6 separate regions of the Mus musculus genome follow, and regions 1, 2, 3, 4 and 6 are each linked to region 5. Evidence: chromatin contacts called from public HiCAR-type and promoter capture Hi-C data. All regions are on one chromosome and are shown on one strand. Each heading gives the region's core, a stretch centred on a gene start, on an enhancer-like site or on the middle of the called end of the contact. The rest is flanking DNA. Distances are from core to core; before and after follow the strand shown.

Region 1 (4,567 bases), core at 635-3,134, 760 kb after region 5:
GTATGTTTGTTTGGTTTGGTTTTTTTGGCTTTTTTTGTTTGTTTGTTTGTTTTTCAAGACAGGGTTCCTCTGTATAGCCCTGGCTGTCCTGGAACTCACTCTGTAGACCAGGCTGGTCTTGAACTCAGAAATCTGCCTGTCTCTGCCTCCCAAGTGTGGGGATTAAAGGCGTGCGCCACCACCGCCCAGCTGGGTGCCCAGATTTCTATGGCAAATCAGATCATCACTAACTGGCCCCAGATAGGCAAGAGTTTTTTCCTTGCTAGTTTTCACTCTGTCTTAATACAAGATAGGCAGAATTCTCCATACCAAATGCAGAGAGAGAGAGAGAGAGAGAGAGAGAGAGAGAGAGAGAGAGAGAGAGAGAAATTCTTGCAACAGGGGATGTGTAAAAATATGATACCTGCATAAGCTTAAAAGCACCAGTATGTATTACTGACCCAGAGCCCTGTTTATGAGTGAAGCCACAAATGGTTTCGGATGAAATAAAAGCCACAAAATTGTGCAGCATACAAATATGCATACCTGTGTATTTAGGAACAGCAATTACCTGGAAACATAAACGGAACAGAATAAGGAGGACTGGGGGACCTGGTGGAGCTGGCACACGCCTTAATAATCCCAGCACTCTGGAGGCAGAGGCTGGTGGGTTTCCGTGGGTTTGAAGCCAGCTTAATTGCACAGAGTTAGCAGTCCAGCAGACAGAGCTGAGAAGTTTTGGGGGTTGGGGTGGTGAGAACTGTCAAAGGCTCCGTTCAGTGTATTTTGTTTTCCTACTAAGAATAAAGGTTTGCAAAACAGAAAAAATGCTACAACTTCTAAAGCAACTTGCTAACAAGTTTTGTCAAGGTGGAAACCTCAAAGGCAGCCTTCCCCACGAGGATTCCATCTTTGAGTTTCGGACCCTCTCCTGTTTCAGGCAGGCATTACAAGTGATTTTCTTCTCATCAGTCTCGGAGTAGGGGGTAGGGTGGGGAGCACGGGGCGGGGCAATTCCCTGCAGATTACTGATCTCACCCCTTTCCGACTCATAAAACTACCGGATCTAGTTCCAGTCCCCCATCTTCTTCGCTCGGGGCTGCAGAAAAACAAAAGGGGGAGGGGAGTGGGGGAGTAGAGGAAGCATGAACTCTGAAGCCATCTCGGAAGTCCACAGCTGGAAAACAGCCGGAAAATCCGCCGGCAAGAGCAGACCCCTAGAGCACTTCTCTGGGATGCGCAACTCCGCCGTGGGCAGAGGCCTGGCTCCATACAGCCAGATTCCAGACAACGTACCGGTGGGGGACTGACTGCGGTGGAAGACAAGGGGCCACTCAAAGCCATACTTAGGGACTGGGGACTGCGGGCCGGGGAGCAGGGGGATGGGTCTCAATTAAAACGAAACCCGAAAGAGAGGGTATGCACCGGTCCTTCGAAGGAGGATGCATAACTCTACTGTCTCTTCATTGGTCGCAGGTGACCGTGGTGCAACAGGGACCAGGCCCGTGGGCGATACTTGGGAGGGGGGGGGGGGCGGGACCCGCCCTGCCCTGGGCTCGGTCTCCCTCCCAGGGAGGGCGGGCTGCTCACCTTGGGGTCCCGCTCATAGTAATGCTGCTGCGTGCGGATCCAGCGGCCCACTAGGTGGTCGCGAACTGTGTGTGCCAGAGCGAAGAAGTAGTCGCGGGGCGTGGCCACATTGCGGTCCTTGACCAGCGTGAAATGCAGGTGTCTGTTGAAGCTCTTCCGCACCTCGGCCACGTCGCCCAGCCCCGCGATGCCACGCACGCTGATCTGCTTCTGCCTCTCACTGTCCGTCAACGGCTTCGCCATGGCGCCAGAAGAGGCAGAGGACAGGGTACGGCCCTGGAGCGAGCAGAGAAGACTCTAGCGCTGGGATGCTGCGGTGTCTCTGGCGCCAAGGACTGCAGCGGAGGCCGGCTCATACGGATTGCGCCTGCGCTTTGCGAGAGGGCCGGGCCCTGTGGATGGGCGTGGGCTGATCTGGAGGCGGAGCCTCGGAGAAAGAGCCCGTCAATCAGGCTGTTTCAGCCGGGAAGAGAACGTGGACGCTCGAGGGGAAATGGTTTATTCCTTTACTGGTGTGTCTGGGGCTGGAAAAACCGGACTGCAGCTTCCCCATACCTAAGATTTACCACTTTTATGAGGCAAAAGTAGAAACCGAACCAGTGGCTGCGCCTGCCACACTGGAAGGCAAACTCTTGCCATTCAGGGACTTCCTGGAGTTTCCGGGGCTGCAGGGACTGGCTCTGCACAGAATCACCAGATGCCCTTTTTAGGACTGCATTGGGTGCTCAGGTGTAGCTGAGCTCTGTTAAACGTTCAGAGAAGTGTGCACACGCTTGACAGACAGCCCCCAATACCTGCTGGGACTCGTCGCCAAGCTGACAGGTGGTTCTGAAAACACACGCAAGAAAAAAACGTTGTTTGTGCAAAAACTAAAAATTCATAAGTCATATCAATGTTTGTGCCTCCATGACACCACTTCAGCTCTGGAGAACAAACTGCATGGAACTCCTCAAAATACAAATCGCCAGTCTAGGCTGCAGTGACAAACACAAAAAATCTGCTGCAAATTAAGTATACAGCATTCTCTCCAAGGATGGGCAGAGGCTACTATCAATCACAACCTTTCTGGTTGTTAAAGAAAAATTCCATCCAGAAAGAAGTCAGCCATGCACAAGGAGAAGAAGGAGAAACATTTCATTGGTGAGCAGGGAAGCAAGCTGAGGTTCTGAAAGGGTTTAGGCCAGCCCAAATTTCTTACCGTTTATAGGTCAGGAGGCAACACTGCCTGCCTAGGGGACCATCTCAGAGTGGTCTCTGAATCCCTTAATCATTAAGGGAGTTTAGTTAGGAGTGTTTACAGCAACATAAATTGCAGAAACAAATGGTTTTATATAAGAATACATTATAATTTCAATAATATGTATCAGGCAGGTAGCAATAAAAAGGCATACAGGAATTGCAAATAACAGTAGTCTTGGACTGTAAAAGAACTTTTCTCTTAGCAAACTGTAAGAGGAGGTTCAGCATGACCTTAGTCCTCTGTGACAACCTTCCCTTCAGGCAGTTTTGGCAAATGTTTGTTTTCCAGATAAAGGGTGGGTGGTTTTTTTTTTTTTTTTTTTTTTTTAACAAGGCAGGACTCAACCTACCTAAGTAAAACTTTAATCCAATTGACTCCTACATAACCAGACACCAAGCTATCATAAAATTATACAGACATACATTCATACATGAATATATATAGTTTTTGAAGGAATACCCTATAGCTAGAGATCAGCCTCTCTGACAGAGACACATAACCCTTCACCATATGTGGGGAGCAGCTTTCAAAGCTGCCGCTTGGCACTCTTTCCCAGGGAGCTCTGGGATGAGACCCTCTGGTCATCGATATACAGTGCTGCCTCCTGTAAACTCCCTTGGCCCCAGAAGAACTGCCTTCCCTTGTTGTGGAGACGCTTTCCCCACATAGTGAGGTCAGTGACTTGCCTTCATTTGCCTCTTTAGGTTAGCTGATGGGGATGCAGACGGTCCTGCTTATGGAGATAAAGGTTGCCACAGGGGATGTCATAAAAGTCCAGGTGTAGGACTGGAGGTGTAGCTCAGTAATAGTGTGGTTTGCACAATGGATACCCTGCATTCCAGTGCCAGTTCTAGAAAAGGCAAATTAAGTTGTTCCTGGTTTGATGATTCCAAAGTTAATTTACCTCAACCTCTACTCAGTGGCAGACTTCTTGGGAGACAACACACTGGAATGTTTTCCCCTACTCTTGCTCTGATTTGGAATTCATTCCACACTTTTTCCTTGGGATTCTCAAGTCAGCAAGATCAAATTTCAGCCCCTGATGGCAGGGCTGTGGGGCTCCTGCTAGGCTGGAGGCTGGGGACTCTGATTAATGGAACCTCCTTGAGAGTGATTTGGCAGTTCAGAAGTCTTCTCAGTGTATGTGCCCTCATGACACTTCCACAGTCCAGGGGAACAGACTACAGGTTTCCAAAGAGCTAGCCATGCCTGTAATCTCAACACTGGCTGACCTGCTTCAAAACAGTTGTTCAAAGACTTTTCTGATCTGACTGAGATTATATACCTAATATGTGGGGAAGGTTCAGCTACTTTGGCATGGAATAGGGGAACTGACCCTATTCCTCTGACGATCTGTACTCTCTACAGTTGTTAACTCAGAAGTGGAGAAAACTGAAGCTCCCCAAATTCCAGGCAATACTGCCGGCTTCTCTATGCTGGTCAGCCAAGTGTTAAATAACCACAGACCAGACCTTTCAAGAAATGAAGATAAGTGGCTGGACCTGGTTAAATGAAGACCCGAATTTGGAGTGACCTGGTGACATGGAAGGCCTCCCTCATTGTTCTGGTTAATTTTTACCAGCTTGGTGAAAGCTACAGTCACCTGGGAGGTGGAACCTCAATTGTGAGTATGCCACCATCAGATTGGTCTGAAAGCCAGCGTGGGAGTCATCTTGATTAATACTCCATGTGGGAAGTCTCAACCCACTGTGGGTGGCCCCAGTCTTGGGCAGATGGTCCTGGGTTGTATAGAAGGGA
Region 2 (4,281 bases), core at 159-2,658, 930 kb after region 5:
TTCCATAACTGAGGAGCTCACAGGTCGTCTGGTGAATTCCTTTTATGTAGGAAGTTCAGTGTATTCAACTCTTTTTTATTCTTCGTGTGTGTGTTCCGGGTTGTTTTGGCCCATGTGTTTCACACTGGGCATAGGATACGCATAATCCATGTAACAGGCACTGGATGTAACTGGCTACTTGTGACAGCTCAGGAATGTTCACAGAGCCTCCCACAGACGGGGATACTCTGGAGAGTTAATGAGAGATTTTCAGCAATGACTCTTGAGATGGATTCTGGATGATAAAAGTGGTTTAGGTGGAGGTAGAAAAAAAAACGTATCACAAGGAAACAAGGAGTAACATGACAAAGTCAGAGACATGCAATCAGAAGGGGAAGCCATTCAGGTCTCCAGGTAGGCGCCAGACCCACACAGCAGTTGTTACAATTACCCACGATATTATCTTTATAATGTCTGTCTTCAATGATGGAATCAAGTACCATGTTGCCAAGCCTTGGATTATATATAACCTGAGATCCCTACAGAACTGTGTTAAGAAATCTCCACTTCCCTCAAGCGAGAGGAAAAAGAACATTGAGGTGGCATTCTATCGCCATCTAGTGCCGAAAAGATAATGGCATGTTTGCTTCTGTAAAATCCCAAGTGAGGTACAAAATCCAGCACCTATATCCTAGAGATCCTTCCCAATGCCCTACTTGGTTATTGCTGCCTGAAATTCTCCTGTCCGCCCTTTCTCTTCCAATCCTACCCCCACATTCCTTCACCGGCTAAATGCTTCCACTAGACCAAGTTTCTCTCTTTAAAATCACCACTGTATTAAAATTTACATGTATTGAAGTCATGGCTCTCATTAGTTCCAGAAAGGAGGGATTTGCCTGCAGTCTGCTCACTTCACCTCCTGGAGTATGTCCGACTCGCTGTAATACCGTGGAAGCACTACCTGGTGGTTGCTTCATGATTCCTAAAGTTTTGCTATTAGCAGTCTTTTCTACTTGGGCCTGTCTTTAGGTAACTCCCTTTAGAAAATTTATCAAATGTCTATTGTATAACCACTTGACGATCTAGCAGTCAAAATCTGATCTTAACCAAAAGGACACATTTTGAACTTTAGCGGAATCTTTTCAGAAAAGATAACAGTTCAGGCGGGGATTACTGCATTGAACACATTTCGTTAAGAATCAGTGGCATCTTCTCTTTGCAAGCTTGTTACTGCAGACTTCACCGCCCAGCACTCGGACTTGAGGAAGACCCGCTACAGCCTCACTATCCAGACTCGGCTCACTGAGGGAGGGACCCCCTCACCATTTGCCTGCAGCTGTAGGCTGGGGCCAGGGGGTGGAGCCTTACTGCTGTGCCAATCTCCAAAAGGGGGCGGGGCCTGCATTGCAGCTCCGGCGCTAAGTTTACGTCATTTCCTCGCGCCAGGGAGTAGTTCTGAAACCCGCGTTGCTGAGTGTCAAGGCGCTGTTGGAGGTGTCAGTGGAGAGGCGGCAGAATGAGCGAAGCGGACGGGCTGCGGCAGCGTCGGCCCCTGCGGCCGCAGGTCGTCACGGACGATGGCCAGGTCCCGGAGGTCAAGGAGGGCAGGTAGGCAGGACCTGGGCTGGGATCATCCCACGGGAGAGAACCCTCCTCATTATCCCGGCTTGGACCCAGGAGCCGGGTTCGGGCTGACAGGACAATCTGCGGGGCGAGGCCTTGCGTGGACCTGGTTGTCCTCCCTCACGCTGCTGTGGACCTTTTCTGTCCCTTCTTGCCACCCAGCCGCTGGAGCCAACGCCTTTTGCCTTTCTTTAGTTGCACGCATCTTCCCGACTTGTCCTTGTTGGAACCTCTGATACTCCTGGGACAGCCACCTGACCACTGCCGTCAGCCGATTCTTTCGCGTTCCTTGTTATTCACTTTCCTTAAAGAGAAGTCAGAAAAGATGCTGGGTTTCCTTTCTGCGAAGGTCCTCCTCCTGCATCTATTGACGCCGCGCAGTCTGTACTCCTCAGCGTGGAGTAGAGAACCGACTGACATTGTTGGCAGTGTTTCTGAGAATTCGGCCTTGCAGGTTTTTGTAATAGGGACAGTAGTTACTGACAGTAAATCCTTAAAAAGAAAAATTTTTTTTGGGCCCCAGTCTTTCTGACTTTCAAAATGCACTATTAGCCCACATATGAAGCATGCTCCTTAAACCGTACTAGAAGACATTTAAAATTGACTTTTCAACTTGGTGACCAGAATTTTGTACTTTGAATATCTAGATCAGCCTCAAAGTTGTGGAATTAACTTATATGATAGAAATATTAGAAATATTTCTTTGGTCACCAGCAATGTGATGAAGGGATGTGGTGCATACTAGATGAGAGACAGTTTTTGCTTCTGATGATCGGTTTGACTAATGGTAATAAGATAAACATACAAACATGTTTTGGCTTTGGAAAGAGGAGTTTGTAAAAGAACAGGAAGGTACTAACTAGTATGGATCTTGATTAGGGAGACCAGCCATCCTAGGTAGCCTTGAGATCTCATTAACTAGGACTCACCTTGCTAAATGTGGGTAGATTATGACAAATTGCTCACCCTGCTTGTTGTGGGTATTGCTAATTAATTGCTAATGGTTGGTGAGTCTTTTAATGGATAAGCAAGGAGTGGCCAAACCTAACTGCAGGAACTAGGAGAACTAGGAAAGGGTGGAGCTGTGGAGAGCCCTATCTGGGCACTTGGAGAAGAAAAGTGTTTTGAAGCCTGGGTACCCGGGGACTCTTGATAGATTGGCCTGATATTTAGAACAGCTTCTGTGATACTTGTGACCCACAGGCAAAGGGGCATATTTATCTTTTTTTTTTAAGGTTCTCTGTTGGATTTCTTCCTTAATGACTACAAATTAGACACCAAACTGTCTCTTTCCATCTGATCTTTTCCAATGTCTTACATTTGTGCTTACACTGTTTTGACTTTGCCATTTGTAAACATATTTGCTGTTTGTCAACATGTTTGTTATTTTATCTTTAGTGATCTGTAATGGTTGGGTTTTTTTGTTTGTTTGTTTGTTTGTTTTTTGTTTTTTGAGACAGGGTTTCCCTGTATAGCCCTGGCTGTCCTGGAACTCACTTTGTAGACCAGGCTGGCCTCGAACTCAGAAATTCGCCTGCCTCTGCCTCCCAAGTGCTGGGACTAAAGGCATGCACCACCACCGCCCGGTGAAATGGCTGCTTTTAAAGTGAGTTATAGCCACCTTTCTATACTTACAGTGATAACATTCCTGTTTGTCGTTTTCAGCAGTTCTCCTGTATTTTTTTTCTTGTAGTCATCTCTAATAGTTTGTCCAACTATCTTCTTGACTACTGTGAGGGTAGAGGATTGAATATGAATCAGGAAAGTTTTGTGAAGAAATCTGAAAGTTGGGAGTTCAGAGGTTGGACATTTACCTAATACATCCAAGGTCCTGGACTTGATTTTCAGTGTAGAAAATTAAAGAAAAAGAAAGCATGGAATCTGAAAAAAGTATAAACAAACAATGTTAGAATAAATTTTAGACTTGCTAAAACTTGCAAACCTAACACAAAATCTTAAACTGACTTAAAACATTACTAGATTTCTCTCTCTCTTTCTCTCTCTCTCCCTCCCTCCCTTCCTTCCTAAATATTGTTGCACAGTAGAGTGTGAATTTTGTAGATGATAACAGGAGGTTGCAGTATCAAAAATCTTAGACACACCTCAGAATGGATTGATTATCAGAATAAAAGAAGAAAAACAGATTTTAATAGAGGAAGGAACATTTTGCAATACTTTGGAAAGTTTCCTGACTTGCAGGAACAGCAACATTCACGTTGACAGGGTTATTGAGGTCTCTGAGAGTGAATGACGTTACAGACTTGGAGGATGAGGTGAGAGTGAGTGAAGGACAGACCTGGCTGCTGGACTGTCATTCAGAAGCATCTTTCAGAATTGTGCTGTGAGAGTGAGTCTTGGGGTTAAAGCTTCAGAGTGAGCTACACAGCAGATTTGATTGTTGAATCCTTGTAGTCAGTGTGGAGCACAGACGAGTGGGGCATTTTAACATGCCACCGCCTGTTAGAGTCACTGTTTGACAGGGGTTTCTCAAATACTTCAGGAACTTTATTGAAAGAGCAATCCTTACACTGTGAGACTGTCTTTTGAAACACCCTTCTGTTTAGAAAGTTTGCTTTAGTTTTTAAGTATATGTAAGTGTTCAGGAGTGAAAGATGCACTGAGATTTAACAACAGTGTTTAGTGAGTTTCTGGAGGTCTAAGTTCAATTTTCAAATTTTC
Region 3 (4,293 bases), core at 503-3,002, 530 kb after region 5:
TTGGGGGGAGGGGGATGGGAAGTAATTACGTTTAAAAACATACAATCTTCTGGAGCCTGGGAGCCAGTTTAGCTGATAAAAGCACTTGCTGTACAAGGGTACACTCCATGAAGTGCATGCACTCCTCCACCACCACCCCTGTGTCACTAACGAAATTAGTGCGTTAGTGTGTAACCTTTAAAAGTCAAACAAATGAAACGTTCACAAAAAGAAGACCCACCAGAATGTGATGCTGTTGGGAGGTGTGGACTGGAATCTATAATCAGGTCTTCTAGTCATTGAGGAGGTGTCCCTAAAGGGAATCTGGCAGCCCCTGTCTCTCTCTCTGTCTCTGACTCTCATTCCAGCTCTGATGTGGTGACTTGCCACAAGCTCAGAAGCAACAAAGATAAATTGACCCTGGGTTGAAATCTCTAAAACTCCAAGTCCATAGAAACCCTATTCCCCCTTCTTTATTCTTACCTCAGCTATTTGCTATAGGTCGGGGGGGGGGGGGGGATGGAGTAACATGCCCCGCCCCGCTCCTCTCTGGCTAGGAGCCACTGCTGTGATGGCTAATTTGGGTTGCTGGTTTGGCTGGATCAATTAGTTCATGTCCCTGCAAAAAGTGTCTTTCACATCTCCATTTCACAGATGAACAAAGTGAAGATCTCCCAGATTGTGTAACTGGGTGGCACAAAGTCCAACATCCAGTGAATGGCCCTGTGAATCTCATCATCTAACTCTAAGTTCATTCTCTAACAGTACATGGAAAACCCAGAGTATAAGGAGATTTAGAGAATATATAGTCTTTAAAAATATTTCTAAAACTTATTGTGTGAATGTGTGTGTGCATGATGCTTATATGTCTGTGTTCAGAACGGCATGTGTCTCAGTGTGTGTGTGTGTGTGTGTGTGTGTGTGTGTGTGTGTGTGTGTAGTCAGAGGAAAGCTCTGTGGAGTTGATTTTTCTAAGGTTTTTTTTTTTTAATTATATGTATGGGTGCTTTGCCTCTATGTATATCTATGCAACACATGCACTCTTGGTGTCTGAGGAGAAGTCAACACTGGATCCCTTGGAACTAGAGTTACAGATAATTGTGAGCTGCCCTGTGGGTGCTCAGAATTGAACATGGGTCCTCAGGAAGAACAGCCAGTGTTCTTCACTGCTGAGCCATTTCTCCAGCACCTCCTATCACCTTTACATGTGTTCTGGGATTGAATTTAGGTCATCAGGCTAGCAAGGCAAGTGCTTTTACAAACTGAGCCATCTCCCTGGTCCTGATAAAATACACTCTGCACAGTGGCGACTATGGCATACCACACTTTGGGAACCTCAGGTTATAATCTAGAGGGAAGCAGGGCCCTGGTTATATGCCCCACAGCTACACCTCTGCCACAGGGTGTAGGCATGTCATGTCCATCACTGGTTGGGGCAAGTTATGACACATGAAAAGGGATACAGCCCAAGTATATGGTTCATCAGAGTACAGTATGGGCTTTTTACTGGTTCCTGGCTGCCTACCACTCTGTGGAATTCTTCCACTTGAAAGTACTTGAGTCTCTTATTTTTTAGTTTAGTTGTTGTTAGTTTTTTGTTTGTTTGTTTGTTTTTAACACCCTGTCTCCCAGAGCCTTGAAGTCATCCTGCATCCTCCTCTTCCATACCAGCTAGGCCCCTGGCCCAGCTCCGCCTGCCTCCTCGCCCCGCCCGTCCAAGCCCCGCCCCCAAGGAGCCCCGCCCCTTCCCTGGGGAGGCCCCGCGAGAACGAGGGGGCGGCGCCCAGAGGCCTTGGGAGCCCAGGGGAGCGCGGCCGGCAGACACAAAGAGCGGCCGAGGGACGCGCGCTGGGGTGTCCTACCCGGCTCGCTTTGCACCGGGCTGCCGGAGCCCGCATCCTGAACTCAGCGTTCAGAGAGCCGAGCCTCCCACTCCCCAGGTGAGTAGGGCGTGGGAGAGGGCTGAGGGGAGGGGAGCCGAGCCGAGCGGAGCCGAGGGGGGCCGAGCTGGGCCGAGGAGGGCCGAGCCGGGCCGAAGGGATCCGCATCCTCGTGCAGCGGCCGGTACACAGCGGAGCCGATGCTTGCGATGCAGGCGCGCGCTCAGAAAGCCACACCAGAGTCTCACTGCTCTGCGGCGCACTCGGACCGGGAACGGTGGTCCGCACCGAACTCAGCGTGCTAGTGGGGTGCAGCTGCCGCCCCAAATTTTGACGTACTCAGAGAGCGGGATGCCTGGGCCCGCCGTGCTTCCCGCCTTCGTCCTCTTTTGACGAGGGGAACCGGATCGGGAGGCGACCCCAGCCTGTGTCTGAGCCCCCTTCTCAGTGCCCCTGGGAAAGCCAGGGACCATGCTTGATTGAGAGCACCTATTGGCGTTGTTGCCGCGCGTCGGTCCCTCCTGTGACTGGTGAAGTCGTCCTTGCGATCTCTGGTTGTATTATCAGTTTGCACTTAGTTGTTGAAAACTGGGACACCTCTCTCTGGGGCGGAGAAGCCTGTTGCTTCTGTGTCAAGGTCGTCCCTGCCTGCGCACCATTCTGCTACTTTGTTGTGCACTTGCGAGGCTGGTCCATCGGTAATTGAGAAGCAGTGACCTGGTGTTTGGGCTCTAGCTGTCTCAGGCAACAAATTGCACGATGGGAGACCAACTTAAAGTTTCTTAAATACCTAAATTGTCAGGCGCTCTCTGTAGCTCGTTATATGGGGGTGGAAGAAAAGAGTGATGCCTTCTCTCTCCTCTACAACATTTAGCCGACTTTTAGAACCAGGAAGGAGGTCCAGAAATGGCCCTTGCAGAAGTTCACTTGATGCGCAAGGCAGGTAGCAGAGAGGGACCGTGAAGATGGTGTTTGCCTGAGATTTCCAGGTTCTTGACTATGGATTTACTGCTTTTAAAGCAGGGGTGTGTGGGAGAAAAGAAAAAGAGGGAAGAAGGTTGGTCAGTTTATGAACTACTGTGTGCAAGAACAGGCGCGAATGAGAAGGAACGTGCCTGTGGAGTTAGGGCAGTTAGGGCAGCAGCCAGCTTGCCTCTACTGTTCATTTTATGTTATCTGTTAGTGGCTTAGACGACTACAGATCAAACTAGTCTGTAGTCAGTTGCCAGACACTAATGTTTTGATGGAAGACAAACCACATATGTGAAGGTGGTCCTAATAGGAACTGAAAAATTCCCATTAGGGGTGTCATCCCTGTAACCTTGTAATGAATCTCTGATGTCAACAGTCTAATCTAGCTTTATAAGAGTTATTGCATCCCGTTAGGTGTAGTGCATGGTATTTACTCTTGGGGTTTCTGAGAATGGAGCCCATGGTCTCAGATATGCCAGCCTCCTGCTGAAGCACATCCCCAGCCCAGTAACAATAAGAAGGAGAAGCGTCTCTTACTTGTTTATGTAGAAGACTATGCTTCGGCCAGGGTCTTAGTGTTGCTATTTAGATTGCTTGCTGTAAGGCAATATGCTCTGCTATGCCAGCAGCAACCTCACGCATCTCACGTATATGGAGCTTGTTAACTGTGTTGCGAGGCCACTCAGGTGATAAACTCTTTCTAGGTTAGTATATGCGCACATGGTGATATGAGTGCAGTAACGGAATTGCTGAATGACACTTCATAGTGTGTATCCCCATCATTAGCAACACCCGTCTTCATAAGGTAAAGAAAAGTAGGAACTCTGTTACATAAAATGGAGATTCGGTAAGAATCGGAGGATACTGCGTCTTTTTTTCAGTGTGAGAAAGTAGTAAGCTTTCTCCAAAAACTGGAACTTCAGATAAGATGTAACAATACTGACTTAGAAAAAAAGAACACTCTATAAAGAAAAAGTTAGGATTTACCTTTTAAAAACTAATATAAGCTAATAGAAAATGGGCTTTTCTTGAACTCATTTTATGTTGCGATTTGAAGACATGCTAGGTCCATGCTAGGACATAATGGGCTGTGGTCATTTGCTGACAGCTAGGTATAAATTTCTTAGAATTTGCATCTTTAGGAATGGCAGCAGAATTCTCATGGTAAACTTTGGGGTTTGGATGTTATTTGATGGGTGGTCCTCTCTAAATTTTCAAGATAATCCATGTGACATTTGTGCCTCCTTCCTAAAGTGGATACCTGCCCTTGAGTAATGTCATGGCTAGGCAGCTGTTAGCTACCTCTCCTTTGCCTGGCTGAGTAACGATCCGAAAGCAGGATATAAAATTTGGGGCAGTGTGCTGGCCTCACACCTGAACTGGAAGATTCCTGGCCTGGAAGAGTTTCCTTTTGTATGCTTTGCTTTCTTACTTTTCTGCTTATCAGTAATTGAGTGTCCGT
Region 4 (4,379 bases), core at 55-2,554, 970 kb after region 5:
AACACCGAGTATAAAAAACCGAAACCCTAGGATCGGTGAGATAGCCAGTACCAATGTCTTCCCCAGATCTCTCACATAGGCCAAGAGGGCTTTGCAGCATGAACACCAGCTTCTGCCCAAGCTTCTCTCTGGACAACTGGGGCAGAGGAATCGTAGGTAGGCCAGGAAGGGCCTCCTAGTGAGCACTAAGGCCACAGGGAGCAGGGCATGGAGAGGCAAGGTCTGTGGCCTGGCCCGTGCTTAGTGCTGTCTCCTCTTTTACCAGTTAACTACCTCTTTGCCAATGACCCCCCCCCCCCGAGCTGCTGTGGTCCATCCTCATCCTCAGAACAGAAGCTCCCCTACCCATTACTGCCCTGTCTCCACAGTGCCCCATTCACAGCATCTACTTGGGTCTTGGATTTGGAGGCTATGCCCTACTGTGTCTCTACACTTACTTCTTTGCACCTAATTGCTGTGAAGGGGGATTCTATGTCCTTGGTGTCTCTTGGGTATTCCCTTTCACTGCCTCCCAGTGACCAGACCCAGCCTGCTTTAAGGAGGAAGAATGACAAAAGCCTTATGCATAAGCGCTGTCTTCATCTACTGGGAGATGGTCAGTTATCAGCTTTTTTGTCAGTTAGAGGCAGGGCCCTCAAACTTTATCTATGTGCTGAATCTGCTTGCTGGGGCAGACATCTTCCAGCTCTCTGTAGGGAAACAGGCACTCATGGCTGATGGTTAGCAAGTTAGCTAGCCTGGTTGCATCTCAGCTTTCCAACACAGGCGACTGCCACCCCTCACTGGCCACTAGCATGCTGACTTGCACAATACTTATCTTACTGGGGTCTCTGCAGTAAAGTCAGTTAGAAAAGTAAAGCTGTCAGATATAGACTGAGTGAGGCCCTTGAACAGAAGAGAACAGAAGTTGTTCTCTTTATCCCTGTGGCTGCTGTTATGCTTGATCCCTGATGTCTATTCTGCTTAGAAGTAGCTGCTGCCAGGATCCCCAGCCCCTTGCCAGGGTCTTTCTCAGGGTTCCAAGAGTGTCCTAAGAAAGATGCAAGACTAACAGGCCAGGGTCCCCATACTTCTACTACTAGAAGGTGGTCAGAACAGTACTCTGGGATGGGGCCAGATGACCCTTCTCTTACCTGGGGGGCGTGCCCCATGGGTGTCAGAAGTTAGGCAGCAGAGGGCAAGCAGAATGGCCAGCCACATGGCTGGGGAAATGCAGGGAGCATGTAGTGGGCCAAGTGCTCGGCAAGTACAGCTCCAGGACCAGGGCATGGTGGGGTAGCTTCAGTGGGGCGTGGTTTCTTGCTGAATCATTTTAACCAGAAGCGCTTCATCTTCAGGACTTGGGGCCACAAGAGCAACCACTTCCTTTAAAGAAGTTTCCAAGCTGTGATCATTTGCAGGGGGAGGCAGGGGGAGAGAAGTGAGACCCACGAGCGCAGCACCCTCTCTCCTTCCCAGGGTGGGAGGAGGCAGTTTCCTACCATTCACCACACACGGGGGATGCTGATGTGAAGAAACCAGGGGATTTTCAAAAGTAGTCACTTGACTGTCCTTCTACATTTATAGACTCTCTCCCCTCCTGCATTCTAGTATTCAGAATAGCCCCCTTCAAGAGACAAGAAACTATGCTGTCCGGGTCTGAGGGGTTATCTGCAGGAAAGCTATTCATACTTTCCAAAGTCCTTGGGAGGAGCATTGGCACGTGGCTTCTGTGCCTCAAACAGGAGCTCAGCACCGTGAGAGCTGAGATACTGATCATGGCCCACTCTGGGCTCAAAGCCTTCTAAGGAGATGAAATTACGTAGACAGAGGTCTGATTCTGGCCATGCCTCTACTTTCAGCCCATGGTTTGGAGTGGGTACCTATACCCAGTTATCTGAATCTGAATCTAGGCTTTGCTGTCATTAGACTAGGAACAGCCCATGCACCTCAGTTACCTCTGGGGACTTGTGAAACATTGGAGTTTCTTTTGCATAAAGGCTCAGGGTAGGAGGAAAGCAAGCTGTAATCGGCTTCAGTGTGGAGAGGTATATTCGTCTCTCAGAACTAGGCTAGGAAGGTAGTGTGGAAGGATGCCTGGGGTCTTACTTGCCCCCAGGAGACACATGGGCCTCCCAGGCTGCCTGACATACAGATATAGTCAGATCCTGGATGCTCGGGGCAGCGGTGGAGGGGGTCTGAGCCAGGTGAATTGTGCTGGATCCTACTAAATTCCAAACAGGGCAGATAGGGTCTGCGGGACATGGACAAACTATGTAATCTGAGGTCCCAATAGGTTTCTGGGTGCTGCAGGTAGTATTCAGTAAGTAGTAGCTGTTATGACAACCCCCCATGGTCCTTTCCTGTTTGATCTTGGGATCCTTATTTTTGGCTGCTAGGGTCTGGGACACAATGTCTTCAGTATAAATGGGATAGAGTAGTGCCCGCTTCAGTTTCAAACATCCACTGAGAGGTTGGGAGTCAGAACATAATCCACGTGTTGTATTTCTAGCAGTAACCAGAGCATCAGTAGTCTAGGTGGGAGCAGGAGATGGAGCTAGGCTGGCTGCTTGGTCTTCAGGCCAGTGTGGTGCAGTACAAAGATAATTCAGGGATTTGAATTCCCCGCCTCTGTGCTACATAAAGTCTGAAAGCTTCTGCGGAGTCCCTAAGGAGAACCTCATCTTGTATAGTTCTTGAGATTGTTGAAAATAAAATGCAGAGTCCCATCCTCCAGTTATCCGGAGAGACGTTGAAGTCCAGCTTTTCAGGAAGCTTTGGGAGTGAGAACACTGCTTGCAAAAGAATGGGATCCTGTACGTTGGAATGGAAGATTCCAGGGAAGCAGGGGTATTGAGCGCCTGAATTCTCAGTGAAAGAGGTGGTGTCCTCAGTGGGCTAATCCTGGGTTCTGAGCATGAGTTAAGGTCAGCTGTGGTGAAGTCCCTGAGGTACCTAAGGACTGTGCCTGTCCTTAGGTCAGCATGTAGACAGCCCCTGGGTACTAAGGATGCATTTTGGCCAGGGTGGGTCATCTCCTACTTGCTGGAGCTACACATGCATAGGTTGCAGAGTGCAAGTGGTCTTTGAGGTACTGCCCTTGTCCTCAAGCCAGATTGTGGCACAGGGCTTGAAGTGGCAAATGTATGAGGTACCCCATGGTACTGGGCTTTAAGTAGACTAGCCTGGAATTGTTCCTTTGGATACTGGGCCTTCCATTGGATGCATTGTGCACATGGCCACCTGGGTATTGACTCTAACCTGAAAAGCATGCAGATGGGCTCACAAGTACCAGTCAATACTCTGGTGGACAGTTCTCAGCTGGCCCCCTGGGTACTGGGGCCTAACATGGAGTTCAGTGTGCTAGTGGCTCCCAGGATAAGGTACCTGAATTCAGCAATGAGGCAGTTCCCATAGGTAATGGGCTAGCCTTGAGGACATACGTGGATAACCCTCTTGATATTGGGTCTGCCCTAGGAGCAATGTAAGTTCAACAGCATTGTTACTGGTCCTCACTGTTTCCAGCATGAGCGCAGCCCTCAGTGTGCTTGTCCTTCCTTCCATGAAGTAAGTATAGAAGTCTTCTGGGTACTGAGCCTACATTAGGGAGCATCCTGTTTATCTGGTCTTCCTGGATACTGACCCTTCCATGACCATTATGATACGATAAACCCCCTTTGGTAAAGGCTTGTCCTAGGGGGAGGGGGACTGTATTCAAGCAGGTTCCTGGAGATGAGCCTTTTCTGGGATCCTCTTACAAGAAGCCCCCAGAGAACTGGACCTATACTGTGAGCACTGTAAGGGATGTCTCTGAGTACTGGGAATGTCCTTAGGATGTCACTGTAGGCAGCTGCTTAGGTAATGTTCCTGTACTTGGGACAGCAAGTGTGATGCCACATGGGTATGGACCTGACCCTGTCCAGCAACCTGAGGGATGTCTCTATGGTGGGTTAGAAGCCCAGACCCCTGTGTGCTACACTCAGATCTATGGTAGGCACCCAGGTTGTTCTCCATTTCACTGTGGACCTTCTTTGATGTGTCACTGGACTTTTCAGGCTGTATTGCTTAGTGTCAGCTACTACACATTGTTTCCCTTTTAGTTTTGATTTCTCACAAGATCTGAAGTGGAGAGGAGTGGTGGTGGTGGTGGTTCTGTCTTTGGGTTTGACAGAGACTTTCTCTCTTCATCTAGGTGGACTTATTTACTCAGGAGTCAGGGTGCTGGAAGCTCAAGGTCATACAAAACTTTCAGTGGCTCTAGGTTCTTGTGTGAATTTGAAGAATGAAATTCATGGGACAGAGAGGGTGAGTTTTAGAAAAGAGTTGTATTACTGGCTGCTTAGGAGAGAGAAGGCAGAGCTACTGGATAACAGGAGCAGGTTCCAGGAATAGTGCCATCA
Region 5 (4,302 bases), core at 1,266-3,765:
CCACAGGTCTCAAACAGGTTCTTCCTGGGAGGCTGGTGGCAAAGACTGGGGAACAAAGCCACCCGCCCTCACAACAGCCTATTCTGTGATCGTGAGGCACAGCTGGCTTCTCACTAAGGCGTCTTTGTGGAGTTTATCAAAATGAAATAAAAAAGAAAGCTTTTGTTCTACTGTGTGCCAGGGTCCTGCTGTCATTCTGGGAACGTGTGGGTGGGCACTGCCTGCATGGAGAACAGACTTGAAGAGGCATTAGGAGTTCTGGGTCCCATAGTCATCTGGTTTGGGAGGGGGGGTGATTTTTTTATTTTTTATTTTTTTAAGGAAAAGGCTCCAGACACTTTATAGGAACAGTTCACCACGAAGCATAGTAAACTGTTTCTGCCTACACGCCGGTACCTGGCTTTCAGCAGCAGTGAAGCATAGGCAGGCAAGGATGATGGGCAGCCTGGGACGTACACAGATATAACCAGGCACTGTGGTAGGGCTGCCACAAACCAAGCTAAAGAGGGCTGTAGGAAGGCAGGGAACTGCCCACGTGCCCACATTCTCAACCTGTGGGTTGCAACTCCATCGGGGGTCCAAAGACCCTTTCACAAGGGTTGCCTAAGACCACTGAAAACAGATATTTACACTATGATCCATAACAATAGCAAAATTAGTTAGTTATGAACCAGCAACGAAAATAATCTCACAGTGGGGGGGGGGTCACAAATGAGGAACTCTATTAAAACTGCCTTAAACACATGTTTGTTTTTTAAAAAGCAACAGCATCCTTTTTCAACTTGCTTTCAGAGGTGACTAAACGGATGACTGTTCCTCTATTAGCCCTCCCAAACTAAGGTGCTGATTGGTCTTACCACAACAGCTACTGCGATTTGGTCCATGAGAAGAGTCTGTTCTTGCCAAGATGTATTTCAATATTCCTTCCATTGGCAGCTTTTTAAAGGTCCTAGTCCTTAACTTCTGCCATCTCCTGCCCGCTTCTCTACTCAAGAAGTCATAGAAGTAAGGGGGCACAGAGAGGAGGATGTGAGCGGGCTGTCTTGTCTTCCCTTCCCTGTAAGTCATTTCCCTCAAGATCGGGATCCTCCCCTGATTAGGGAGAGAAAGGCAACTTGAGCCAGAACAGCTTGGCCAGATCAGGCAGGAAAAAAAAAAAAAGGTGGGGGTGGTGACAGTGGAGGGGAGCAGGGAGAAGCAGACGAAACAGAGGAAGGATGGGGAGGGGGACAAAGGAAAGGGTGGGAAAGGGAAGGAGGGGGAGGGAAGCCGATTCATATCAGCTGTGGCTACACCACTCTGCCTAGCTATGAAGGCACAGTCAGCTCCCCCTCCCCCTCCCCAACCCAGGAAGACCTTGTAAGGGCATGGAGTAAAAAATGGTCCCAGGGCCAGCAGTCTTGATGCTTCAATTCTGGCTGAGTATGCGCGTCTTTAAAATCTCCTTTGACTTAGTTACTGTGCACTGCATTCACGACCCCCCAGTTTCCTTTATCTTTAAAAATGGGGGTGAGAAAGTCTCTACTCCCAGAAAGGGGAAAGGAAAATGTTATGGTATACATCCTTTGGTCTGGAAATCACTGCCATGGAGGCTGAGATTTGCAAGTGGGTCAAAGAGAAATAGACATTGCATTATCTATTTCTGAGAGGGCACGTGAAGCCACAATAATGACTTCGCAAGTGGGTCGTTTCCCACCCGCCCCAGAAAGGTGAATTCAAGGGTTTCCCTGGGAAAGGGTGGCTGGGCAGACTAGGAATTTTCTCCCCTTCTATCTACTGAAGGAAGAATCCCGACGCACGAAGAAGGCATCAAGCCATCGGGGTTCAGAAACGGTTCAAATCTTCCCGAAGGGTCCCTGGCCGGGAGCGTGTGACCTCCGCCAGGCGATGAGTTCGCCCCAGCCTCAGTTTCTACGGTTGGACAGTAGGCTCCCTGCGGCATCCGGGGCCGCACACCGTTCAGGGCGGACGAGACTGCGCCAACCCCATGTCCCGTTCGGCGCGGCGGGCCCAGCCTGTCCCTCGGGGCATGGCCACCGCCCAGGCCTCGGCCGCCGGCCACGCGGCCACCACGCCCCGACTCCCCAGCCGCCGCCCCTCCCGCCCGGCCCCACCCGGCCGGTCCGACTCACCCGTGTAGTGCACCACGCAGGTCTGGCCGCGCTTTGGGAAGGTGCGCCCTGAGGAGAGACAAGACTGCAGGTGAGTGGCTGCGAGCGGCGGCCGGGAAACGGGCGGCGGGTGTCTACTCACCGTCTCCAGGAGAGATGGTCTCCACCTGCACTCCCATGGCGGCGGCGGCGGCGGCGGCGTTGGCGGAGGAGGAGGAAAAGGACGCGGGTGGCGGCGCGACGGGCGGCGTGGAGCCGGAGCGGACCTGGCGGCGGTTCAGAGGTTCGGCTTCGTCCCTCTCGTGGCTCCTGCGCACGCGCACCGCACCGCACGGCACGCCCCGCCCTATTTGCGCGAGGCGCTCACATCCCTGAAGCGGGGCAGCTAGGCGGAGGGACCGGAAGTCCGGAGGCCACAGACCCCCGGATGCAGCTGCGGCGGAAGGCGCGTCCTGTTGGCTACTCCCGGTTTTCCTCTGCGTTTCTCCGCCTCGGAGACGCCGCAGTAATAACGGGCCCACCAGCTACTGACGAGCTCACTCAGAGATGCTTTACTTGCGCACACCTAACTAATTGCCCTGTAAGGACGATAGCTGTGAGTAGGCCTTGTACCTGTGGAACCAAGGAAACGTCTGTAAGTGGCCCTAGGTTCCGAGCTCCTTCTTGGAAGAGTCAGTATTAACACTAGCCTGCGTGAAAGCCCACTCTTCCACGAATACGTATATATTAAATATATGGAAATAGAGAGGGGAGTGGTGGCGCACGACTTTAATCCCAGCCCTGGTGTAGTCTACAGAGCGAGTTCCAGAGCAGCAAGGGAAGATAACCCCTGTCTCAAACAAACAAAAAGAAAAAAGTCATATATGTATGTATGGGGCTCTTGTGAGTTTTGCTTGAATACCTTCAGTACTTTAAAGAATAAAAACTTAATGGGCTGGAAAGATGGCTCGGGTGTTAAAAGCACTGGCTGCTCTTCCTGAGTTCAATTCCCACACCCACACGGCAGTTCACAACTATCTGTTACCTCCAGTTCCAGGGAATCATATACTCGGTGTACAGATGGATACATAGACAGAACACTCATTCACATAAAATAAAACTGCCAGGGTTGCTGGTGCAGACCTGTAACCCCAGTGCTGAGGATAGGAACACAGTCAGTCTAGCCTATTCAGTGAGCTCCAGGCCAGTGAGAAACCTTGTATTAAAAGAGGTAGACAGAGACCATAGAGACCACGTTCCCAAAGACCACGTGTCCAGCTGAACCAATCTGCCTCCATCTTAGGCTGAATTCAGAAATTCAGAAGCTGGATCCTGCCCTCTGGCCCTCTGGGACTGAGGAATTGTACCTTAGGGGTGCACACCTTGGAGAAAGCACACACCTCCAGTTTGTTGGACAGCAGGATCAAAAACCAACCCACCAACACCTTAAAAACATATGTATTTATTTTATGGAGGCATCCTCTGGTAAGTCATAGAAACTTTTAATGTTTTTTTTTTTGGTGACATCTGGTTTCTGGTTCTGTCAGATCCCAATCTAGGGACTATAAACTGCTCCAGAGGCGATCTACACCACAACAGCTCCACAAACAAAACCAAAAAGTCCTGGACTTGCTGAAAGTTGATATAAATCAGTCTAGTCGATGTGATACTTCCTGTCTCTTCATCTGGGTCAGCAAACCAGCTTCGGATGAATACCTCACTACCCTAGCCCACCCTGGCCTTTGGGTAATACCCCAGCCTTACTGGGCTCTAACAGTGGCATCCTAATTTTTGCAGGAAGTAGGTTTAGAGGAGAATACATCTCTTGTTCTCAACAAAGGGTCGGAATATTAGGTCTAATGGAACTAACTCCCTGGCAAAGGAGACAAAATAAGTACTTAAAGAACTTATTGGCATACCAAGATTATGTGGCCTTAAAATATTGGTTTTATCTATGCTAACCAAACAGGTATAATTTATGATTTCATCATTTGATATGCTCCAAATTTTGTTTTCACCCAGATAAAGAATGCTAAGACCTTACCAAAGATTTCACAGGGACACAGAAGACAAGCAGGGAATGAAGATCCAGCCTGCAACCATCTTAGGCTTAAAAGCCATCTTATCATAAAGACAAAGGAGGTCCATTCCTATTTATGATTAAACTTCTGTTTTTCAAGGATTGGGCTATGACTCACCTGTAATCTTAACT
Region 6 (4,483 bases), core at 241-2,740, 870 kb after region 5:
ACTCAGGGCCTGTGCATGCTAGGCAGGTGTTTTGTCTCTGAGCCACACCCCCAACTCAGCTTCCACACCTCCAGCTCAGTCTCCTGGTCTTGGTGGAGCAGGAAATGCCGAGTACACACTGGAGGAGGAAGTGTTGGTGGGTATCTCTCAGACCACCTGGCAGAGTCTGCCCTTTCTCTTACCTATAGCTTTATGTGTTCAACTAAAATGTGCTCTTTTATAAGTCTCTTTTTATTAGCTTGAGTGCTTCCTTATTTATTCGAGCACTATGTAACCTTCTGTGTTCCATTGTTTTGTTTCTGGCCCTAGCCTAGCTTTTGGTTTGATTTGGTTTCTTAAGGTGGAGACTAGCAATGTTGTTCAGGCTACTCTCAAACTCATGGTCTCCAGGGTGTGATCTTTTTGCCTTGGACTCGTGAATAGCTGGGACCCCAGATGTGCACCACTGTGCCCACTTGCCTAACTTTTGAATTAAGGACAAGTGCTTGGCTGAGGGCAGGACATATGCCTGTGCTAGTTGTTGGCACCGCCTTCCTCCTCAGCAGCTTGCCCACAGTATCCCCTCCAAGGAAACTACCTATCTACAGCTGTCATTGCCAACAGGAAAAAGTCTTTGCCAGCCCGAAGAACTCCACAAACCAGTTTTCCAAAGTCTCCGACCTCTAGTGTTTATTTTTTTTATTATTTATTCACTTCTTAAGTATTTGGTAGAGACACATTTCTTTTTACTCTTGATTATTCAGTAACAAAAACTTGAACTTCATGACGGAGCTGATGGTCAACGAGGCCCAATGTGATATGGACATTGATTTATTCTTTCCCATAGCTTCCCACCACCTGGAATCAGCAAAGGGTCCCAAGGAAGTGGTACCTGCCCTGGCAGAGGTCAGCAGCTGGTAACCAAAATATTGTTACTGGACTCAGGCCTTCATAGCACCTCCTTTCCTGTTTGAAGGCCCCCAGGGTTGCTCATCAGCCCTTTAGCCCGCTGCGGGTGATTTATGTGTGTGTGGCATGGTTGTACAGGCCCACACCATTGGGAGAGGGCTTTACTCTCAGAAGGTCTCCTAAGGAGGAAAGCTTTGACTTCAATCTATGGTATGCTGAACCAACTGACGGTTCATCCACACCATCTGTGAGCTGCTTCGCTCTTATGACCACTTAGACGCGTTCCCAATCTTATCTCAGAGCGCTGCCTGTGTCCCAGGTCCGGAGGCTGGGCCAACCGTGTACTTGCAGCTTCTGTCGCCAGCCAGAAAGTTATTTGGTCTGTAAAAAGAGATCGCAGAAACCCAGGAAACTGAAGCCGAGAGCGCGGGCTAGCCCCGGACTGGGCGCACAACAAAACCTAGTTCTACCCACCTCCCGGAGTCCCTGTCCAGGAGGGAAGAGGTGGGAAGGGGCAGGCTCAAGGAAGCTGCTTCTCCGGGAGAGAAGTAGTGGGTGGTGGCCGCGGGGGCGGAGCCGGGGCGGGGCCGTGGAGACTCTTAGGGGCGCTCAGGCTACCGCACCCGCGTGGGGCGTCGGGCGAGATGGCGGCGCGCAGCCTCGGCAGCGGTGTGGGGCGACTGCTGCGTGGCCTGCAAGGGCGCTCTGGACAATCGGGGTGGTCACTGAGCGTGTCCCGCTCGACCGCCACCCGACTCCCGGGCTGCGTTCCTGCAGCAGCGCAACCAGGCTCGTACCCCGCGTTGAGCGCTCAGGCAGCCCAGGAGCCGGCCGCCTTCTGGGGGCCGCTGGCCCGTGACACACTAGTTTGGGACACTCCTTACCATACTGTCTGGGACTGTGACTTCAGGACGGGCAAGATCGGCTGGTTCCTGGGAGGCCAGTTGAATGTGTCTGGTGAGTGCCTTGCTGGGTCCAGCTCATTTTCGCCGAGACTCGGGAGGCTCCAGTCAGTAGCAGCTGCCCCCAGGCCTTGGCTCTTTTCTCCAGAATGCTTCACCACCCACCCTAATCCTTGGGTCACGTCACTTTGTTCTGTATTCCACCGGATCTAGAGACTGCAGCTGGCGAAGCAGCAGTTACCCTCCCAAGTCTGCAGCGCTGTCTCTAGCGGGAAACTGGGGATACCCGGTTTAACCTCAGAGTGTTCTACCCTAACACAGATTCTAGGGGGCTTTGTCTTCAGACACAAAGCTTAGGACCCCAGATAGGCCTAGATGGAGAGAGCCCATGCTCCAAGAGTCCAGGCTTTTCTGACTCAGGGCCCCCAGATCAGCAGGGTAAACGCAAAGTACATAGGTTGCTATCGGCAACTGCAGGTGCTAGGGCTCGAGGCTCCCCTGAGGACAAACCTTGCAGTGTAAACAGAGCTTGGTGGGTGCAGGAAGAAGAAAGTGTCAGCCCCTGGGAGGGAACTGCTTATCTCCTCCGGTTGGGGTATGTGGGCAGGAAGTTCTCGGTCTAAGAACTGCACCCCAAAAACAAACGTCTACAGTGTCAAAGGCAGGTGTAACTTCAGCTCTCCGGAGTCTGAGTCAAGAGGAGCTGAACTCAAAGCCAGCTTGGACTATGTACCAGCCTCCCCCTTGATCTCTAAACGAGACACATCAGTCACTCTAGCTGTCAGTTTTCTGATGAGCCCGGATTCTGCTGAGGGTGGAGGCAGGGAAACACACGGAGGAGCCGAGAACTGAAGGAGGGGTTGGACTGAGAGGGGCTGGACAGACAGGCTGTGTCTCTGGTGCACAGCAGAGGGTTGGGAACTTTTGCATTCCTGTGGGATGGGAGCGAGGGTTGGATGGGTCAGAGATGCGTAAGGGACGAACTGAAGGTCTTTAAGACGAGGTGGCAGGTGATGCTTTGTTTAAGGACCAAAGTTAGAGGTGGAATCTGGTGTCTGCAGTTTCACTACCTCTTCAGCTTTGGTGCGTCTCAATCGCCCCATTTGTAAAATGAGAAAGCAATACTCACCTCTTATGCTGTCTGTACCGCAGTGCTGGGGGTGGGGATACAGTAACCTGTCCAGGCTTACTGGTGATCAATAAGCTGTAGCAGTTCTGATTTAATATATTCAGAAATTATAGGGTCTGTTTTTATTTATTTATTTATTTATTTATTTATTTATTTATTTATTTATTATATGTAAGTACACTGTAGCTGTCTTCAGATACTCCAGAAGAGGGCATCAGATTTCATTACGGATGGTTGTGAGCCACCATGTGGTTGCTGGGATTTGAACTCGGGAACTTCGAAAGAGCAGTCAGCGCTCTTAACCACTGAGCCATCTTGCCAGCCCCCTGTTCTTTTTTTAAAGCACAAAACTTTAAAGAAACTTTGGACAAGTCATTTTTCCCCCGTATATTATATCACTTGACAAGTTTAATCTAAATGAGTCTTTTACTAGATAAGTGTTGCCTTTAGACTTGAGTCAGCAAATTCTTCAACTTGGGTTAAGAAGTTCTTGCGTTTGCAGAAAGTGTCCTTCAAGTGAGTATAGCAGTTTGCAGAAGGAAGGGGGCAGAAAGTGTGCGGCTTCTTTGGAAACCTCTCCTCCCTTAAGAGGTCAAGGCCGCTGGGACGACCAAGCTTGTAGCTGATAAGAAGTGGTATCAGCCTTATGGTGAGGCTTGGGTGTGGTCTTCTAGGAATTCTCTGGCCTCTATTCTTCTACTATTAGAGCTGTGTGAGCCAGACAGAGTTTGAACTTCGCCAAACTGACATGCAAGAAAGCAGCTTCTCCAAATGTCTGGCTTCCTATCTGTCAGCAGCATCTTTGCCCTTTGCCCGTTTCTGCAACCTCCAGGGGTTACAGTGTGAACAGGGAACAGACCGACTGCAGCTGCTCTGGGAGCCACTTAGAGAGTTGTTAAGTCATTGGGCTGTTTAGGCCTGATCTGTTTATGTGTGATAATGACAACTTGTTCCAAAAATTTGAGTGGCACTATTATCCTTCCAGTGATCTTCAGGCTAATGCTTTTCAAAGGTCCAGACCAATGCTGCTGGACCAGGAAGCTTTTAGAGATGCAAATTCGGGGGCCCACTCTAGACTCTTAGGTTTAGAAACCCCGTGGCTGGGTGTCTTCCAGCTGTGATTGACAGGCCCTGCAGGTGCTTGGCACAGCACACACAGCACAGTTTGGTGGTTTCAGCTGGGTCTTTTGGGCTACACTGAGGTCTTAATTCTTACTTCATTGCATTTCACATGTTTCCTTATATTTGACCTAAAGAGAGCAGTGTGTCCTGGAATATTATTGTAGTTACCATTGTTCCATACTCTAATTTAGCTGTACTGCTGGATAATGACCCTTTTATTATCCTGAGGTCTTAGGTCAGGACTCTCAGGGCCCACGGGGGTCTACTCTCTCCCCTTCCCTGATATCTCACCTCCTGGTTTGAGGCCTGAGTGGTGGGTGCTATGCTTAGAATATGGTTCATCCCCTAAGCTCCTCAGTAAAGTCCCCTTGTCAGCTATTATGAGGGAGGTAGCTAGGATTGGGAGAGGTTATCCGGGCTGAGATAAAAGGTTCTGATCTTG

What was found. Promoter capture Hi-C pulls out the DNA fragments that hold promoters and counts their contacts. HiCAR-type assays count read pairs that join an accessible place to other places.
Region 1: a contact with region 5 is called in a promoter capture Hi-C map of second pharyngeal arch cranial neural crest. The contact joins the promoter of Pygb here to the promoter of Fkbp1a in region 5. A contact is called at or near these places in 7 of 39 promoter capture datasets (the C10 cell line, cranial neural crest, embryonic stem cells and 4 more), 3 of 484 Hi-C or Micro-C datasets (B cells, CD4 T cells and embryonic stem cells), 5 of 115 datasets of contacts at active chromatin or transcription factors (astrocytes, bone marrow-derived macrophages, embryonic stem cells and 2 more) and 2 of 9 other capture datasets (adipose tissue and liver).
Region 2: a contact with region 5 is called in a HiCAR-type map of astrocytes, with 4 times the contacts expected there. The contact joins the promoter of Apmap here to the promoter of Fkbp1a in region 5. A contact is called at or near these places in 9 of 39 promoter capture datasets (the 3T3-L1 cell line, cranial neural crest, frontonasal cranial neural crest and 6 more), 1 of 484 Hi-C or Micro-C datasets (uterus), 4 of 115 datasets of contacts at active chromatin or transcription factors (astrocytes, embryonic stem cells, pancreatic cancer cells and 1 more) and 4 of 9 other capture datasets (adipose tissue, embryonic stem cells, liver and 1 more).
Region 3: a contact with region 5 is called in a promoter capture Hi-C map of pre-B cells. The contact joins the promoter of Ninl here to the promoter of Fkbp1a in region 5. A contact is called at or near these places in 2 of 39 promoter capture datasets (cranial neural crest and pre-B cells) and 1 of 115 datasets of contacts at active chromatin or transcription factors (pancreatic cancer cells).
Region 4: a promoter capture Hi-C map of the HPC-7 cell line shows a contact between it and region 5. The contact joins the promoter of Cst7 here to the promoter of Fkbp1a in region 5. A contact is called at or near these places in 9 of 39 promoter capture datasets (the C10 cell line, the HPC-7 cell line, HPC-7-derived erythroid cells and 5 more), 2 of 115 datasets of contacts at active chromatin or transcription factors (CD8 T cells and memory CD8 T cells) and 1 of 9 other capture datasets (liver).
Region 6: a promoter capture Hi-C map of pre-B cells shows a contact between it and region 5, with 3 times the contacts expected there. The contact joins the promoter of Acss1 here to the promoter of Fkbp1a in region 5. A contact is called at or near these places in 12 of 39 promoter capture datasets (the C10 cell line, the HPC-7 cell line, cranial neural crest and 7 more), 4 of 484 Hi-C or Micro-C datasets (B cells and the G1E-ER4 cell line), 11 of 115 datasets of contacts at active chromatin or transcription factors (bone marrow-derived macrophages, embryonic hindbrain, embryonic stem cells and 7 more) and 3 of 9 other capture datasets (adipose tissue, liver and macrophages).

Annotation. Positions count from the first base shown.
Region 1 is chr2:150,784,113-150,788,679 of GRCm38.p6, reverse strand. It overlaps Pygb (brain glycogen phosphorylase), which reads right to left and starts at 1,884. Exons shown (of 20, transcript NM_153781.1): 1 at 1,570-1,884. The coding sequence starts at 1,812. Gm30141 (a long non-coding RNA gene) reads left to right here and starts at 1,928. Exons shown (of 3, transcript XR_375102.4): 1 at 1,928-2,709; 2 at 4,178-4,433.
Region 2 is chr2:150,605,694-150,609,974 of GRCm38.p6, reverse strand. Apmap (adipocyte plasma membrane associated protein) reads left to right here and starts at 1,408. Exons shown (of 9, transcript NM_027977.3): 1 at 1,408-1,587. The coding sequence starts at 1,496.
Region 3 is chr2:151,006,857-151,011,149 of GRCm38.p6, reverse strand. It overlaps Ninl (ninein-like), which reads left to right and starts at 1,752. Exons shown (of 24, transcript NM_207204.2): 1 at 1,752-1,919.
Region 4 is chr2:150,567,340-150,571,718 of GRCm38.p6, reverse strand. Cst7 (cystatin F (leukocystatin)) reads right to left here and starts at 1,304. Exons shown (of 4, transcript NM_009977.3): 1 at 1,134-1,304. The coding sequence starts at 1,200.
Region 5 is chr2:151,540,696-151,544,997 of GRCm38.p6, reverse strand. Fkbp1a (FK506 binding protein 1a) reads right to left here and starts at 2,515. Exons shown (of 5, transcript NM_008019.3): 1 at 2,254-2,515; 2 at 2,133-2,180. The coding sequence starts at 2,290. Gm14167 (predicted gene 14167) reads left to right here and starts at 2,527. Exons shown (of 3, transcript NR_166213.1): 1 at 2,527-2,745; 2 at 3,394-3,575; 3 at 4,113-4,272.
Region 6 is chr2:150,665,247-150,669,729 of GRCm38.p6, reverse strand. It overlaps Acss1 (acyl-CoA synthetase short-chain family member 1), which reads left to right and starts at 1,490. Exons shown (of 14, transcript NM_080575.2): 1 at 1,490-1,845. The coding sequence starts at 1,533. It overlaps E130215H24Rik (RIKEN cDNA E130215H24 gene), which reads right to left and starts at 2,236. Exons shown (of 2, transcript NR_040331.1): 1 at 1,773-2,236; 2 at 798-1,269.